2 separate regions of the Mus musculus genome follow, and region 2 is linked to region 1. Evidence: chromatin contacts called from public HiChIP or PLAC-seq data. All regions are on one chromosome and are shown on one strand. Each heading gives the region's core, a stretch centred on a gene start, on an enhancer-like site or on the middle of the called end of the contact. The rest is flanking DNA. Distances are from core to core; before and after follow the strand shown. Region 1 has its middle 56 kb from the start of Mthfs. Region 2 overlaps Ctsh (cathepsin H).

Region 1 (2,700 bases), core at 175-2,674:
AGGAAAGAGAGTCAGAAAAATCTCTGAATCTGAAACAGGGGAGCTCGTGCAGATGGGAGCAACACATTTGACTCAGAGTATCTTCATGAATGTAGTTCTGTTACAGATAACATGGGTCCCACACAGCCTGTTTTAGGTTGGTGTAGGTGCTAAGGGAGGAGCTAGGTTCCAGGTTTCCTTTGATTCTCTGCTTGTCCGTTCTATGCATGTGGGATTTATCTGCATGGCTATAAGACTTCTGCCTGCCCTCTGGTCCCTCTAGAGTCAACTTTCCAGGCAGGAATAAGGTAGAAGGTACAAACTCAGACCAATGAAGTCAGTTCTGTTTTCTATCATTTTCTGTTGACATCTGTCATGAGTGGGCAATGACAGAAATACAAATGGCCATATTTGTGTCTGTCTACTATGTCAGAATTTATTGAATGACCAATAAATTTCCAAGTTGTGTCAGTTCTGCTGGCTGGAATTTGCCAAGTAATCTGATTTCTCTTGATAGCTGGCCATTGACAAACAGATTTTTTTTTTAATTTAAATTTTTTTCTCTTTTTGTATATACATTCCAGGCTACATCTGTAGAGGTCAGAGAACTTAGAGAAATTGGTGGTGCCATTGAAAGTAGTCTAAAGGTCATGGGCAGGAAAAGACTTGAGCTGGAGCCTGGAGACAGGCAGCGGCCCATTATTGACACTGTGCCTGATACATATCTGTCTTGGGGCTCTCCTTTTATAGCCCCAGTTGAGGGGATTGCATTTTACCAATTTGTACCTCCAGGTGTGCTGGCAGGTACAGTTGTTGGCCACCATTGTGTGGTTATAAACAAGACATATAGAGTCATTTTTTCTTGGCACTTATACTCAAGATGGAGTAACTAAGATCAAGGTTGCTGTTGTCTAAAGTCAAGTTATTCTGGGCTACTTATTCCATACATCACTGAATAATTCAGGGCAGGTCTAGTCTATGCTCACATCTCACTGGCCAGATGGTTCACCTGTGCATCTCTAGTTAGAACAGAGTCAGGGAGGCATTTCTAATAGAGCATAGTGATATGTTTGGTGAATTTAGGATTCTATAGTCATTATAGACTATTGAGATAAGAAAATGCTGATATTAGCTAAGCTACTAGAGTGCCTTCTTTAGGACAGGTTAGGTGAGGAGGGGGAAGAGCACGAATCAAGCAGACTCATGCATAGGAGGCAGAAAGGAGAGAGTACACAGGAGGAAGGGAGAGAGAGAAGGAGGGAAGGCGGGAGGGAGCAGTTCTCAAGGCCATGGTTACCCCAGTGGTGCTCATTATAAAACTGAAATGTCAGGAGTTTCTAAATGTCACGTGAATTATTTTCACCTCTTTCTAAATAGGACTACGTGACCACATCAAGCTGAATGAGTGTTTTTTGGCTCAACAAATAACCCACAAAGTTTCTTGCTTCTCTAATTTGTACTTGAACTGAAGAGCCAGCTTGACAAATCTCCAGCTCATGAGACCAGTGCAGTCACCTTTATTTATACACAGTGCTTTAAGAAGAAAAGGAAGGATAATTAAAAAAAAAATACAAAATTATTCAAAGTTTACATTCATTCTCCCTTGGTGTCCCAGCAGGGAACTTTTCCTGGAGAATTCATGAAAGCTCGACCTAAGAATAATAATGGCAAAAATGTCACAGGAGACCGGTGTGTTGAATTATTGATCAGACAAGGAGTTTCCAGGCTCTTCTCCCTTCGTGATTACACACACTAACAGAGATAAAGGAGAGTCAGGACATGTAGGGATCCAAAAGAGCTAGAAGGCCCCAGGACTACTGAGTTTTACTTCCTGTTCCACGCAGCTGCAGAAGGGCAGGCTAGACAGTGGTTTCTCCCGAAGTGGGAGCTTAGAGAAGGAACTTACAGGGTGGATACTTGGCACCTCTGCTGCTCTTCTAGCTGGGAGATTTATAGGTCTGAATATAATGCCCCATCCTGGCTGAATAGGCAGGGCGGGAGCTAGGTAAAGGATGTCTCTCCCTGGCTGCCCCCTCCTTCTGAGAATGCTTAATGTAATCTTGATGCAGATCTGAGGACCTTGGCTTCCCAGTGGGAAACAAGGGCCTCTTGGTGCTCATTTGCCTGTGATGCTGGGCCTTCTCTATGGTTATAGTAGCCCTCAGATTCTCTTCACAGCATCCTATCTGCCCAGCAGCATCCTGTGGCCCACACCTGTCTTCTGTACTCTGTCCCTCCACCTGCACTGTAGCACACACCCCTTTCTCCATTCCCTATGCCTCCCTCCTGATTCATCAGAACTGCCCGTTGTTCTTTTCTCCAGCAAAGCCCAGCTACCTTCCTTCCCTGCACTACCTAAAGTCTCCTCAGTACTCTCCATGTTGTTTCAGTGCTTTCCATTCCTAGTGAAATTTTCATTATGATAAAAATGAGTTGCTGAGTGTCACTCTCTCCCATTCGGTTACAAACCCCAGGTAGTCAGGAACTATGCTTGGCTTTTCTTGGTATCACATCCCCAGAGTATTGCCTATTGCGTGGTACGCATAGAATCTTCAAATAAACCTTCCCTTCCACCCTCTAAGGCAGGATTTCCAATTTCCATGTTGTCCATGTAAAGCTCAGAGAAATAACTCAAGTTACCAGAGGGCACACAATGGCAGAGGCTTGAGCTGCAGTCCAGTCCACACCCACATTTCCCAGATAGATCTTGCTTTTCCCAGA
Region 2 (2,700 bases), core at 76-2,575, 790 kb after region 1:
ATTTCTGACTAGACATGAGAAAAAAAAAAAAAAAAAAAAAAACCTGTTCACCCTAGACAGAGAATCAGTGACAGGACAAAGTGAATACTACTAAAGTCCAACTTGATGAGCCAGGGAGTTGTACTGGGATGACTTCCTGGAGTGTGGGTAAGGAATTAGTTACAGGAACGGAAATAACAAAGCTGCATCAACACAAATCCTCCCGAGCAAGGCTCACAGCTCATGAAAGCTGGAAATCTTTCTCTTGACTGATCTCTGCTTTTCCAAGCACTTGCTACCAAACTTGGAGACCTGGGTTGGATCCTTACAATCCACTTGGTGAAAGGAAAGACCCAACTCTTAAAAGCTAGCTTCTGACACGTACACACATACACACACACACACACACACACACACACACACACACACACACACATACACACACATCAATCAATATAATTTCAAACTTTTACATATACCACTGATGGGGGTGTTCAGTGGGTAAAGTGCTTATGGCCCAAGTGTGAGGGCCTGAGTTCTGATCCCTAGCCCCACATAAAAAGTCAGATGTGGGGCACACACCTATAACCCCAGAGCTGAAGGGAAGAGACAGAAGGATCCCGGGGCTTTCTAGCCAGCCCGTATAGCCAAATAGCTGAGCTCCGGGTTCTTCCAGACACTCTGTCTCAAGAAATAAGGTAGAGAGAGAAAGAGGAAGGCATCTAGTCAGCTCTGGCCTTCACATGCGCACACAAGGTTACACACCTCCCCCACATACCACTTATAAACAGCAGTTTCTCAAAATCTCTTGTGGCAATAAAGCAGAAAGAGTCTGAGTTCCTTTTCGAACTCAAGCTTTAGATAACCCACCCCAACCTCCACTTTGCTATTTTTGCGAATGCAAATCAGCTAGGTGTGGTGGCACACACTTTTAATTCCTGCCCTCTGAGGCAAAGGCAGGCAGATCTCTATGAGTTTGAGGCCAGTCGAGACTACCGAGTGAGACTCTGTCTCACAATAATAATAATAGTAGTAATAATGATAAATTAATAAAATGCAAATTAGCTCTCCAGTGCCCTACTAGGCTGTAGCCTCAACAAGATCACGAGGCATGTGCAAACATAACTTTTTCTTTTTTTTTCTTTACAGAAAAGTTTCACTTTAAGTCATGGATGAAACAGGTCAGTGACCAACTTCTTCTTTTGAAGTTTCTCTTGTCACAAAGCTTCCAGTTAGCAAACTGAACTGAATCAGATTTGAGACAAAAGAGCACTTGTCCAACCTTGCTCTGTCTATCCCGGGTCTTTCCATGATTCATACTGGCCAAACTCCAGGAAGGAGACAGTGAAGTGACCTTCCAAATAGTGCTGCCCAGTAATGAGCCTGGCAGAAGCCTTCCATGCCTTCTCTTCATTACTGTGGCTTGTCTTCAGAGCACTTTGCACAGTGGCTGGAGAATCTATTGGGAAAATCAGTAGGTACAGCTTTGAAAATGGTGGGTCAGCCATACACTTGGCTCAGCAATGTGTCATGGTGTCTGCGGGCTACCTACTCTTGGCAGGTCTCCTCACTGGGATCTCCTGAACTTTTTTTTTTTTTTTTCCTGAGACAGGGTTTCTCTGTGTAGCCCTGACAGTCCTGGAACTCACTCTGTAGACCAGGCTGGCCTCAAACTCAGAAATCCGCCTGCCTCGGCCTCCCAAGTGCTGGGATTAAAGGCATGAGCCACCACTTCCTGGCTCTCCTGAACTCTTAACTGATGTCCTGACAGTTGTGTGGGCTTCATTCTAGCCACAGGTCCTTTATAACTTCCTGATATTGGCAGTAGAGAACAAGAACAGAGACTCATCTAACTGTAGATCTGTCCTGAGATAGTGGCAGAATGAAAATCCCCATGGACTGGTGATTCAGCTTAGTAGGTAGTGTGCTTGCCTAGCTTGCGCAGAACTCCACTTTGATCTCCAGCGCCATGTAATCCAGGCATGGTGACACACGCCTGTAATCCCAGAACTTGGGAGGTAGAGGTAGGATAGGAATCTTAGATGTTCGTGATCATTTTGTCTAGGGACATTTGACATCAGTCTACATCCATGACACCCTGGAGGAGTGCTGGGGGGATGGGGAAGTCTCTAAAAAGACCCCCTCTGGTAAGTTTCACTCACCTATTCTCAGGACCTGTTTTGTTTTAGCATCAAAAGACGTACAGCTCGGTGGAGTACAACCACAGACTGCAGATGTTTGCCAACAACTGGAGGAAGATTCAAGCCCACAACCAGAGGAACCACACATTTAAAAGTACTGGGAAGCCCTGATTCCTCCAGGCCTCTGGGAGAAGATGGGGTGGGAACACCTCAGATCTGGAAAGAAAATGAGTAGTGGCATAGGCTGGTAAAAAGGACCTGCTCAGGGCTAACAGGCATAGAGAGCAGAGACTCAGAATCAGGGATGTCTTTGGGGAATCCGGGTTCTGTACAGGATATAAATGTAGATGGTACTGGTAATCTTCTGCGGGAGTAGAGAAGTTTACAAAAGACTCTAGAGAAGTCCTGCCCTACCCCTCTCATCTGAGGGTACAGCACACACAACCAAGATCTGTCTGGGTTGATGTGAGGCCTTGCCGCAACCTCAGACTGCTCTGAGCCCATGAGCAGTCTCTGCCGTCATCCAGCTTCACTCCTGGTGAGGGTCACTAGAAACACGTCTAGCCTGATCACTGCAGTT

What was found. HiChIP or PLAC-seq counts read pairs in DNA pulled down with a chosen protein or histone mark.
Region 2: an H3K4me3 HiChIP or PLAC-seq map of bone marrow-derived macrophages shows a contact between it and region 1, with 4 times the contacts expected there. The contact joins two enhancer-like sites. A contact is called at or near these places in 1 of 115 datasets of contacts at active chromatin or transcription factors (bone marrow-derived macrophages) and 1 of 9 other capture datasets (adipose tissue).

What each region holds. Positions count from the first base shown.
Region 1 is chr9:89,265,932-89,268,631 of GRCm38.p6, forward strand. No RefSeq gene overlaps it. Among named protein-coding and RNA genes, the nearest start is that of Mthfs, 56 kb to the left of the region's middle. Within about 2 kb of position 1,425, at least 33 of the 459 cell types and tissues checked have an H3K27ac peak or open chromatin away from gene starts, as enhancers often do. A contact at or near this core is called in adipose tissue and bone marrow-derived macrophages, where this site is marked.
Region 2 is chr9:90,059,351-90,062,050 of GRCm38.p6, forward strand. Ctsh (cathepsin H) reads left to right here. Exons shown (of 12, transcript NM_007801.3): 2 at 1,129-1,160; 3 at 2,169-2,274. Among named protein-coding and RNA genes, the nearest start is that of Ctsh, 6.4 kb to the left of the region's middle. Within about 2 kb of position 1,326, at least 95 of the 459 cell types and tissues checked have an H3K27ac peak or open chromatin away from gene starts, as enhancers often do. A contact at or near this core is called in adipose tissue and bone marrow-derived macrophages, where this site is marked.